3 separate regions of the Drosophila melanogaster genome follow, and regions 2 and 3 are each linked to region 1. A link is a contact called in public Hi-C and targeted proximity ligation data. All regions are on one chromosome and are shown on one strand. The core of a region is the stretch at or near the end of the contact, and the rest is flanking DNA. Distances in the headings are between cores, read along the strand shown.

Evidence for each region. A called contact is a pair of places that touch in the nucleus more often than the background predicts.
Region 2: a Hi-C map of the Kc167 cell line shows a contact between it and region 1, with 2.1 times the contacts expected there. A contact is called at or near these places in 4 of 107 Hi-C or Micro-C datasets (the Kc167 cell line, the PNm cell line, the S2 cell line and 1 more).
Region 3: a targeted proximity ligation map of the Kc167 cell line shows a contact between it and region 1, with 6 times the contacts expected there. A contact is called at or near these places in 5 of 107 Hi-C or Micro-C datasets (the Clone 8 cell line, the Kc167 cell line, the S2 cell line and 1 more) and 1 of 7 datasets of targeted methods (the Kc167 cell line).

Annotation. Positions count from the first base shown.
Region 1 is chr2L:21,622,318-21,626,458 of dm6, forward strand. It overlaps CG2201, which reads right to left and starts at 1,763. Exons shown (of 8, transcript NM_001299196.1): 1 at 1,049-1,763. The coding sequence starts at 1,069. lncRNA:CR43148 (long non-coding RNA:CR43148) reads left to right here and starts at 2,362. Exons shown (of 1, transcript NR_048035.1): 1 at 2,362-3,873. It overlaps Df31 (Decondensation factor 31), which reads right to left. Exons shown (of 3, transcript NM_001032217.3): 3 at 3,992-4,141.
Region 2 is chr2L:22,245,600-22,249,740 of dm6, forward strand. RpL21 (Ribosomal protein L21) reads right to left here and starts at 2,276. Exons shown (of 2, transcript NM_001299204.1): 1 at 2,197-2,276; 2 at 1,547-2,122. The coding sequence starts at 2,106. The coding sequence ends at 1,627. Nubpl (NUBP iron-sulfur cluster assembly factor, mitochondrial) reads left to right here. Exons shown (of 2, transcript NM_001273759.1): 2 at 1-1,389.
Region 3 is chr2L:22,166,833-22,170,973 of dm6, forward strand. It overlaps Clamp (Chromatin-linked adaptor for MSL proteins), which reads right to left and starts at 2,311. Exons shown (of 7, transcript NM_001014498.3): 1 at 2,056-2,311; 2 at 1,548-1,811; 3 at 1,288-1,488; 4 at 805-1,234; 5 at 471-744; 6 at 218-421; 7 at 1-155. The coding sequence starts at 1,703. lncRNA:CR44809 (long non-coding RNA:CR44809) reads left to right here and starts at 2,836. Exons shown (of 1, transcript NR_124437.1): 1 at 2,836-3,372.

The sequences.
Region 1 (4,141 bases), core at 513-3,012:
AATTTTTCTGGGATATTGATAGATATTGGGGAATGAAATAAGAAAATAATTAAAAATTTTTCAAAAGTGTGCGCGTGAACGGTTTGGCGGCTTTAGGGCGTTAGGGCATGGCAAAATGTGTTACGGCAAATCGATAGAAATTTACATGAATAATAAAACTATGAAAAAATAACGAAAAATGGTTCAAAAATGTGGGCGTAGCTATATGGGTCATTAAACTTGCGCTGCGTCTTTATGTCTTAAGTCTGTATGCTGAATCTCAATCTCCCGAGATCCGGAGATCTCGACGTTCATACGGACGTCGCACAGACGGACATGACTATATCAACTCGGCTATTAAATTGATCAAGAATATATATACGTCATATAGTCGGAAACGCTTCCTTCTGCCTGTTGCATACTTTTCAACGAATCTAGTATACCCTTTTACTCAACGAGTAACGGGTATAAAAAGTACTGATAAGTCAATAAAGGAGATTGGTAACGGCAATGCACGAATAAGTGAGCGATCCACGAGGCGATAACAAAAATTTTCTGAGATTAAAAATCGACGTGGAACCGCAAAAATGAAAAATGGAATGCAAAACATTTATTTTTTAATAGGCTGTGTTGATTATAAGGCAGGTACTTAAAGACAATATACTTCCTACCTAGACCTTAATTTAGCGATAACATGCCAATGAACCATACTTTCGTTAACACACGACAAGGCAAATGACAAGAAGTCTTTATAAACATTGTAATGTTTGTAAGTGCGTGTAAGTAGCTTTACCATCTGGCGACCGAGACTGAAGTTCAAGTTTCGTCACGTGCTAAAAAATGTGTACAAACATACAAACATATGTACAAACATTCACATACCTTTACAATATAAAGATAAAAACATACATACGAAATTGGGCAACGATCTGAATGCGTAAAGCCCCAACAATAACAGAGCATTGTACGAAAGGTAAGGGGCAAAATTGGCGAAACACAAACTTTTAAAACCTTGGTGAAGCATTGTTAGGCGATGCCACTGATACCAGTCTCGAATATCCTTTCTTACCTTTTGCAGGTTGGTGGCCATTGTCCTTCGCTTTCTTATTTATTTATGGTATTTTAATTTTGGTAATTTAATTTTGGAAGCCAGGCACCGACAAATAAGCGGTGTCTGACAGCAGCACTTCAAAAACAGATTTTTGCGGTGAATTGGGCGTCACGTGGTTTTTATTATAGTGCAATATAAAATAACATTGAGTATATACGCAGTCTCCGTTAACGGTTTCAAAGCGCCTACTCACAAGAACGATTCAGATTCGACTACTTAGCACTCGCCGCCTTTGATCGGCGGCGCCATGGAGAAAAGCTCAGTTTTGGTGAAGCAGTAGCTGCGAGAGTCGAGTCGATATTCGGCTCTCTCTTACTCGATTTGCTACTTTATCTGTTATTAAGGGGTACTGCAACACTTTTGATCTGCTCTCGAATTTGTAATTGGGATGTTAAAACAATAATGAATCGAACTGCATAATAAATTTGAACTGAATTTCAACTACGGGCTGAATGATACAACTGTTGCTGGCATCTGGTTCAATGTGTTTCCTTTTTTTATCTAAATCGTATCTCTCTGGTATTTTCCAAGTCGATTCCGTATTAAAATAATACACAAAAGTTCGTGAACGTCAATATGACAAAGTATTTTAATATTTTAATTATTAAGTTTCACAATTTAAAGGTTGACGCTTAGCATGCATCTCTATGGACTGCAGTGTGCGAAGTCAACTAATATACATTCACGATGACAAACAAATAAACTTTAGGTCAAAGTAAACACAACAAAAGATAGTACTATAGCACTCAGCTATTGTTACTCAGCAAGCGGGAGTACAAATTAGACATTTCCAAATCCTCAGGCATATGAATACACAATACATAAATATAGTAATAAAATGAAAAACAAATACATTTTTTTTTTTTAATTTTTGGCTTGTGGCGCATGATAACATGATCCGATAATAAATTTCGTAAAAACTTTACGATTTCGATTTAAAATCGCAAAATCGTAAGAATTTTTTTATTTATAAAACGGGCACTTTTGAATGGCCGTAATGAAAAGTAAATGCCTGTTTTCTATCAAATAGGATTTTATTTACTAAGGGGAAATACGTGGTCTATTGATGTTTATTCCACACCATTACAAGATTATTCTGACATTTAGTTATTTTAGAAAAATTTTTTCTGACCTCAGATTTGACATACGATATTTTGCCGTCGGCAACAATTTTCGATTAAGACGTCACCAAAAGTTATCGCGAAGGTTGCCGTACTGTTGGTGAAACGAATAAGGCAAGTAAAACACTTGTATAATATATAAAAGAATTCATTAATAAATTTAAAGGAGGGACAAACGTGCTGATCGTAAATAATGCTATTTAATTTAATTACATAAATGGACAATGTCCAGTAAAAAAGTAATTGCGAACAACGGAATTAAAACTGTAAGGAAGGTGGCTGCTCTATTGTTTGGAAAACAGTTAAATAGCTGTTTTCTGTTTACAAAACATTCCAATAGCAAACATTTTGCAAAAACCAGAGCAGACTTAAAAACGAAATCAAAAGATTTGGCCACGATTTGCTACGATTAACGCAGCATTACTGATAGAAATTAACAAAACAAGCAGTGAAATAAAAAGACCCCAAAAAAATGTCGAAACTGTGGGCATGACAATATGCTCTGCGAAGGAAAATAAATTGAACATAAAAACAACAGAGAATGCTATAGTCTAGAAATTGGCAAGACAAACCAAACTTGCGCTGCGTCTGTGTCTCTAGAATCTGTATGCTTAATCTCAACGCAGCTTTTATAGTTCCTGAAATCTCGACGTTCATACGGCCGACAAAATATCTTATAAAATACATGCTTAATAATATGAGTACGTAAATATTTTCTTACCTGCGTTGCAAACTTATGAATAAAATCAATCATGTTTAAAAAGATTTCCACTCCTACAAGCCGACAAAAAATCGCGCGCCCACACCTTTGATAAAGATTTTTGGCATTTATTTTTTTTGGCTAGACTATTGATTCTGACAAAAAATAAAAAAAAAAACGTTACCTGATAAAATCTTTTCAAATAATCTTGTCTACGGATAAAGGGTAAAATAGGGTAAAGACTAGTATAAATTGGTATCCAGAAGGATTGGAAGATGGAACACTTCCCAGAGATTTATCGAAATTAATTTTGCAGAAACAACTGGGAAACAACTGTCAAATACTTGGGTATCTATCACGTTAGACAATAGGCTAAAATTCAAAGATCACATAAGTGACACAATCGAACAACTTAAAGCCATTATCTGCTCGCTTTATCCATTTATAAACATAAATTCCAGATAAAACATTGAAAACAAAATGTTCTGTTCAGGTCAATCTTCCAAGCACTATCTTTTTACGGTGCTCCAGTATGGTCAGAAATGGCCAAATGTCACATTAACCTGCTACAAATCAGACAAAACAAAATATTAAAACTAATCTTTAATCACCCTTGGCATCACTCAACAGCTCATTTACATAACCGAGCCAATATTGAAGTGGTTTATAATAGATTAATAAGATTGTCCCAAAATTTCTCTATTAAATGTCAAGAGGCTGTGCACCAGCATATAAATGATTTGACCTATCCACCTTAATTGTAATTTTTAGATAATAGCCTTTTTTAAGTGCTTAGATTTTTTTTCAATTACATAAAATTTTTTTCCCAATCGGTATAATATTTTCATTATCATATTATTCATATTGATATTAATATCTAAGTAGATAAGGTTTAATTATTGGCCTGTACTCTTATTATTGTTAAGGTTAAAATAAAAAAAAATTGGATGTCATTAAGCGTGAAATAAATGAAATGAAATAAAATTTTGCGGAGTTTATTCTTCATGTAATTTTAGCTAAAGTGTGAACTGTAGATTTGCCGTGTTTGTTTTACAGGCTTCTTAATTGACGTAAATATATGGGATATAATGTCATGAGTCAAGAGATTATCAAATATTAAATTTTCTGATTAAAATTAAACGAAAGTCCAAAAATACAAAAAAAAAAACAACTTACCGTAGGCAAAATAGTAATACTATTTGTAACGTTCTGTGTCGAAATCATATTACC
Region 2 (4,141 bases), core at 1,026-3,525, 620 kb after region 1:
AAACAGTACGTTTGTAGTACTACTCAGATATTGGCAAATGTTACCTTAACCGAACACACATTTGAAATTTTATTCCATGTAGTTTTAGGTGATTAAGTTAAGATATCTTAATTGGACGAAAAATATTGAGCCAAGATATGGGAGTTACAATAACATTTAACGCTCTAAATATATTTAGTGAAAAGTCCTTTTCACCTGTTTGATTTCTGAATGTAAATTTGATTTCGCTAGTGTCGATACTGATTTACGTGGACCAGACCAAGATAAATTAATATCATTATTACTAGACTACTCAAGTTTATTCTTAAGTGGTATTCCACAAAGAAGAAAGAAACTCGACAACAGCGTTCACTCTTTCACTCATATACCCCCCGAGTAAACTCAGAGGTACCAATTCGGTTGCACACTTGTCGGGTAACACACCCCCTTTGGTGAAGGAGATCCTTCTAGCTTAAGCAACCACAGCCACCATGAAACTCCCAGAAGGGGGCCTACCTCGCATGAGCGATGCTCATCCCATGGTACCGATTAGGGCTGGGTTGGCCCCCTGTTACATACTTTTTAACGACTCGAGGATACCCTTTTACTCTACGAGTAACGTGTATACGTGTATAAAAACCAAATAATGTGCTATTTCAATGCTGCATCTTTTCTGTGTAGTATATTTATATTTAATAAATTGTCCATTTAATACATTTGTAATACTAATACATATATACTGAGTTTCCGAGCTTGATTACATTTCAACGAAATGCCATCTCTCTGCGGCTTATTGCAGAAATTTGTAAGCCCAACCCAGCTGCTAATATATTGCACGGTCCGTTTGGGCCGTATCCGTACATCAACGACCACGAGAGGCTTGGAAAACCTAAAGCTATCAGCTCCAAAATTAACACCAGGATCGAGGACGAAAGTAGTCCAGATACATTTTAATGGTGGAGTATTACGAAAAAATTCTTTCATAAACCAATTAAATACAGCTGATCTTTCAATTCCGATCTGAGACGACGTTGTTTTTGCTAACGCACACAAATTAAACAATTTTAGTTTTGATGGATGTCGATCAACTTCAGAGCTTCAAAACAACCTATGGGAGAGCATGACGGAGATCACGATATGGTTGGCGTATGTGGCACTGAAAGGCCACAAGCCTGATGCAAAATGTAGAAAAGGCCAAACCACAGCAGCAATTGTCAAGACTTGGCTCGTCTGGAAATGCCCTCACGTATATATTACTCCAGCACTGTCCGCAGACATAAATGTAATCAAATATTCGCCGTAGCCTTGAGGACGGATTTGATTTTATCTTTCTTAGTCTAGCAGCAATTTCGCAACTGCGAGAAACAATCTGTGAGCTACTGTGGTTTGAGTGAATAAATGTTTATAAATAAACAAGTCGAGAACATTTTACTCAAAATGGTAGGTAATTAGTATCAAATGACTTTGAACATAAAAACCTTTCAATAATAAGCAGACGTTGTCGCTGATCAAAACTTTAGTTGGACGCCGACCTTATTGCAAAATGAAAATTACAAAGTCTGTTTATATTGGGCACATTTTTTTTGTTTACTGAAATTATATCAAATATTATTTCATTCCGTACAATTTCCGAGCAGTAAAATGCCTTTAGGCAATGAATTCGTATGGAATCGGGGCCAGAGCAATCGGTTCTTCAAGTTTCTTAACAAAGTGCGCCTTCTTCGGCTGTTCCGGCTGGCGCTTCAGACTGACCCATTGTCCCTTTTCCTTCGCCTCCTTCAGCAATCGCTCATTTTCCTTTACGCGGCGCAAAAAATCTTCGCGGCACTTGGAGTGGTGGATGTGCTCAATGCGCACATTGACCCGCTTAGCAAGGATTTTGCCTCTTACGCGTTTGTTTACTATTACACCAACGGCGTGCTGAGTCACATTGAATATGCGCCCGGTTTTGCCATGATATGCCTTATAGGGCAAACCCTTCTGTACAGCACCATGTCCCTTAATGTCAACGATGTCGCCGATCTTGAAAACCCGCATGTATGTGGACAACGGAATAACTCCATGCTTTCGGAAGGGACGGGAAAACATGTCCCGTGTGCCGCGACGATAGCCCTTTGAGTTGGTCATTTTTATTTATAATCCCCTATAAAAAAGAGGCTTATTAGATCTTTTTCAAGTCATAATGAAGAAATATTCAACAAAACTCGTTGAACTTACGTCCACGCGGTCGTATAGTTGAGAAAAGAAAGAAAGATGGCTACTTGAATAGCGTTGCCACTGATAGCAATTAAGAGTTTAGAAACTAAATATTATGTACCGTCCACACTAAGTTACACAATAAGCTTAATCTTTTAAGAGAAGCAAAATAGTCCCAAGTCTGAATATTTGGTATTAATAAGGATTTAATGCAATATTTATGTAATACATATATTTACATTATATAAAAACATTATATATAAAATTGCACTACATACAAATGTCTAGATACAAATAATCGCTGAGAGAAGTGTTCAACTCCAAGACGTTAATATGCGCTATGGGAATAATTTGTGATTTAAGCGAATTTGTTGATACAATTTTGAAGATACATATAACCTTAAGGAAGATAAAGTCCTGCCCCATTTAATAATTTTAATTTTCAGGAACCGTTCTGCCTAAGTCTTTACTACCGTGGGACTTACTCAGTATTAATTTGCTCCCTTTTAAGAAAAGTCATTCATGATCTGATAATCGTAATTTTTTTCGAATTCGATTTAGCCAAAATCTTTTGATTTCTTTTTTAGGTGCTCTGCTTTTGGAAAATTTGTTCTATAGTTTGGATATCGCAATATGCATTCAGCGGTAAACAGCTGTTTAAGCTGTTCCAGACAACATAGCTGCCACATATTTCATAGTTTTAATTACGATGTCCGCAATTTCTTTTTTGTGGCACTTTGACCACTTAAGTAATTAAATCAAATAGAATTATTTACAAACAACACTATTGGCTCTCCTTTAAATAAATTAATGAATTCCTTCTATATATTTTATATGCCTGTTTCGTTTCACCAACAATGTTTGACCCCTTGACAAATCCAAACTTTTGTTGCCGACATCAAAATTTTGTTAGTCAAATCTGAAGTGGCGTCAGCAATAAAAATTTTATTAAATAAATTAGTGGCAGAATGATCTTGTTATGATGTGCAATAAGCATCAATAGACCACTGAGTAAACTATTTCTTCTCTTGAGTAAATAAGTTCTGTTTTAATATGAAAAAAGGCATTTACTTTTCATTTCGTGTGTCCGCTTTACATATCGAAAAAATCGTAAAAAAAAAACCGAATAATAATTAATAATTAATTTTATAAAAGCCACTCATATAAATATTTAACAGCATATATGTACATGCCACACTGTTCATTTCTTAGCGTAATGAAATAGTTTAATAAGAAATATATGAATCTATATAGGCGAGATCCGCATAATTCATCGTCATAGGATAAATTGTTTTTTTTTTTTCTGGAATCTAATTTCAAAGATTGTAGTAGTTTCAGCGCGAAACATCGATGTTTTTCACAAAAATCGTGGATGTAACATCGAAGTTTTCCGATGTTCTCTAAAATAAAATTAATATTATCATTTACACTTGAAATATAAGAAAAAAGATTTAAATATTATTAAATTCATTTAATTTAATATGTAGAATAAATTAAATATAAAACGTATAATAAAATTACAATATAAAATCAATTAGATTTAAACTGGTATAACTGGTTATATTAGAAAATTAAAAATCAGTGAGAGCTGTTCAAACAGTTGCATTTTAAGGATATCTTTTTATATATGTACATTTTGTATTTGATTTTGTATTTCTTCGGCATACCTTTAGCGTTCTAGGTCTTCTTCTTGTTATTCGAATAGCGATGATCCTAATAGCATCCATAGTCTACAATAAATATCGATGTTTCGGAAAATTTAAAACGTCTATTATATTGACTGTAGCGTTAGCCCCTTAAAATGGTTAAACTGGGATGTCAAATATTCTTCCACCATCAAGGACAGAACGCTTTTTAATACAAAATTAAGCAAAAATAGCAATTTCTCTGTCAATCTGTCCCGATTAGAAATAACTATGCGTCTAGGTGATGAAAATTTAAAAAAAAAGCTATTTATTATCTTTGG
Region 3 (4,141 bases), core at 1,061-3,560, 550 kb after region 1:
CGCCCGTGTGAATGCGCCTATGATTCCAAAGAGTAGCGTGGCGCGCAAATCCTTTGTCGCAAACACCGCACACATAGGGCCGCTCGCCACTGTGCGTGCGTTCATGGTTCTTGAGGTGTGGTGACTGTGAAAACTGCATGCCGCAGGTTTGGCATCTATGTAAAGATAACGGTAATTAGTATAAAGAGTATAATTTCAAGTAGAAGATTGGTATTACTTATAGGGTTTCTCGCCTGTATGAATGCGCGCGTGGTTTTTCAAATATACGGCTTTAGCAAAGGCCAATCCACAGATGCTGCACTTGTAGTTTTTTTCACCGCTGTGCAGCTTTTTATGGGACCACAGACTTGAGTAACGTGAAAACAGACCACCACATATATTACAACTGAAGGGTTTGGACGGATTTCTGCAGGACAAACACCTTGGTTTTGTTAGCGTAGGATAAGGTTGCAATTTCATGTTATACTCACTCAGTTTTAACAGTAACTGATTGCTTTACCGATCCGCCCACCCCGCTGTGTGAAGCATGGGAGTGCTGCCCCACTAGCACCACGCCGGAGCCATTGCATTTCTGGCATTTGGTCATCTGCTGGGAATTTCGTTTTTTCACAGGATGATGGCCAGACCCACTGCTCGCCTCTCGCTTTGGCGTTGTACCGCCAGTCTGTGCAGCCACAATTTGCTGAAGTTGTGCTTGGGCCTGAGGAGTCGTTGATATGATTTGCACGGGATGCGCCATTTGACCTGCAAAAGATGCGATGAAGTTAGTTATGGTCCATTTAGAATGTAATCTTTCACAACTACCGTCTTGGGCGACGAAGAGCTGCTGTTGTTGTTGCGCTGTTTGTTCAGCCTGCATGCAGGACTCGCAGCGCACCTGCTTTGGACCTTTGCGTTTGGACTGCTGCAGCATAGAGCTTCCACAATTTATGCACTTGCTTGCCTTTGACTCATGTTGCTGCTGCTGCATTACAGATTGCTGAACCGGCTCCAGCGTGTCAGAAGACACAATCTGTATCTGGCCCATCTGACCATTTCCAATAATGTTCTGTGCCTGCACAAGCCCCTGCGCGCTGACCACGGCAATAGAATCGCCGCCCGCTTGGGCGTTATGTTGCTGTTGTTGCTGCTGTTCCCCGTCTGTATGCATCCGCTTATGAGCATTAAGAAGTGCCAAATGAGGGAACATATCTGAACATACGTCACACTTAAAGCTTATGTTGGATATGGTGTTCTGCAAAGAAGAAAATCTTTAGGCTTTGCTTAACGAGTCTTCCTTTTACATACAGCTGCAATTGGCTTATTTTGATTGACAATCTGGATGCGGCCTTGTGCGTCTACCGTGGCGATGCCAAGAGCTGCACCCTGATTGAGAGGCATTCCGTTGACCAGGGCGTAATTGTATCCGCCCACGGGCTGGGCTATATAACACGTCTTATTGTCGTCTGTGGTGGCCAGCTGTGCGAGATTGACGGTACCGCCATTGCCCTATGTGAAGACAATATGAAAAGTCAGCACCAATAACATATAGTAAGTAAACTACTTACATTTGTCGTGTAATAGAAGGTAGGCTGCTGCTCCGTTTTTTGGCCCTCTATTTTGGGCTGTTTAAGAATGGTGCCATCCGCCGTCTGGTATTGAATTGTGGCCGGTTGCCCATTAATGGCATTTGTGAAGATAATGTTTTTGGTAAGGTCTTCCATGGTCCCCAAAATTCGAGTATGCTCAAAAATTAACTTTTATCATACGTTGGCCTTTTATTTACTGCAGCTCTGTCGCGCTTTTCAACACTGCATCACGCGACGCTAATTCTATAAAAGAGAAAAAGAGATGAATATAGTGCCATAGGAACCCAGCGAAAACGACTGATTAAAAATGGCGACGGTGAGACAAAAAATATGTACATACGCGACACAAAACATACACAGACGAACGTTTAATGCAGCAGCTCTTTACATTAACAGACTCTAGTATCTAAACTGGAGTCTAGCACATTTGTTTTTTTATCATACAATATTACACTACATGTGTTATTTTTTTCATTATTAAAATTACCTTTTACGCAACCGGACCACACCATAAATTGCGCACTGCCTGCTCCACAATAAAATTGTTAAGATTTGAGTGGTGTAAAATTGTATTCGTGAATTGATAACGTATTTTAACGATATATTGTTTGGAATAATACAAGATATATATTTAAATAGTGTTATCTTTTTCTAACAAATTCCAGCACTTTAACTTTCAGTCCATCATTTTTTACGATTGCTAAAGAGAGATGGAGACAGAACAACGCTCAGAGATAGAGCAGACGAGCAGCAGTTTTACTTTTTAAAAGTGTGACCGTTTCACGACTCATGAAAATAATCATTTCCCTCGAAAATATACCAAAATTCACAAAGAACTGGTAGGATTTCTTAGAGCCCTTTTACACTAATTCGATAACTCAGAAAACATAAATATTTTTATATACGTTTTGTACTTCGTAATTTGGATTACATCACATGTTGTCTTACATGTTGTCTCTTACTCAAAAGGCAAACGCTACGATCAGTAGAATCTGGCTGTTACTAGCTTTCGAAAAGAAATATCTTGTGCTGAGCTGCGTTAAAAACACGTTTTAAATTTATTGAGACTTAACTTTTAATATTCTACAAGCTAAGGTAACACTGTAAGAGCAAAGACACTAGAATATTCTAGTGTCTTTGGTAAGATCATGGGCCATGGTTGATAACAAATTCCATAAGATAACGAAATTTTACAGGCACTCGACTTTTAACTAATTCTTAAAGATTCCATATAAAACGTACTTATTTTTGTATACTTAAATCTTTTAGGAATTCCTATTTATCTTTATCACTCGATGTAGGGGAGTGAGTTAAGGGACAACAGATTTTTTATGCCCCACGTAGTGACGCAAGTTATCCAACCCATAAATATAGCACTCTACCAAAAGCTAAACAAATTTCTAACTCCAATCTCAGCAGCGTTGCCTTTGCCCTTGTTTTTGACGCCAACACTTAGCCACCCGATATATAACCAAACTTAAAGTAAACACAACTTCCACTTGGAGACCAAGCCATGGTCAACTTATTGCGCTTCAGTCAAACTGCGTCAGTCAGCAAATTTGAATTTCACAATGCTGGGAAATAATTTCAGTGTAAAGCTTTTATCCTAAACATATTAAAAAGCTTAAGAGAATCCTAAAGAAAAGCTTCTGGCCGAGGTTGAGTGGATTAGGATTAAGATTTAGAAGATCAGTCTGAGTCGGGACGAGATCGTGAACAGCTTCAAATCAAAGATAAGCTAGTAATAAAGTGTCTTGTAATAGTATAAGTGAGGAAGTCTGTCGCCGAATAAATATTAATTAATAAAAAATAAAAACTATTCTTTTAAATAATTAAATAGCAGCAATTTTAATTCGCATACGTTTTGGTTTTGAGCTTAAGATCCTGGATGAACAAAGTTCTGCGAGTCCTGTTTGGTGTTGGAAAATTTCAGCTTCCAAAAGATTTAAATACTCTCGGCGCCCAAATTCAAAAATTTATTAGTGTTGGCAAGGCAACCAACGTGGTCAAATGTTTTTTATGACAACAGCATTTAAGGGAATGTCTTGAGATAGTAAGCTTATTTATTAGCTATTTTTGAGGAATGAAAAGACAAGTTTTATGGTAGTGATTTCGAACGATTATGTGTATGGTTTTGGAAAAAATTATGTCAGAAGGAACGGAAGGAAGCGTTTCGGGCATTATAACGTGCTTATATTCTTGTCTTCGGCTACCAATCCTTCTGTTCGTATACTTTTGAAAAGTTCTTTATCTTAAAAAATTAAGTTGTTTTTCTTGATAATTTGTATTGATATGCTTGAACTATTTCGCCACGACCAATTCAACACCCAAAACTTTTTGTTTTCATTGTTTATATTTTGCATTCCTTCTGGCTGTGTAAACGGTATCTCAATGTCCAACAAATTTGCTTAAGCGTTCTCTCTTATTTAAAAATAATTTGGTGGTAATAGAACTTAAATGAAATATATGTATATCTGTTTAGCTGCTTGTGATGTAAAAGAAATTAGAAATTAATTATGTGTTTACATTAAGATATATATCTTTCCCGCTTTTATTCTGTGTTCAAACCGCAT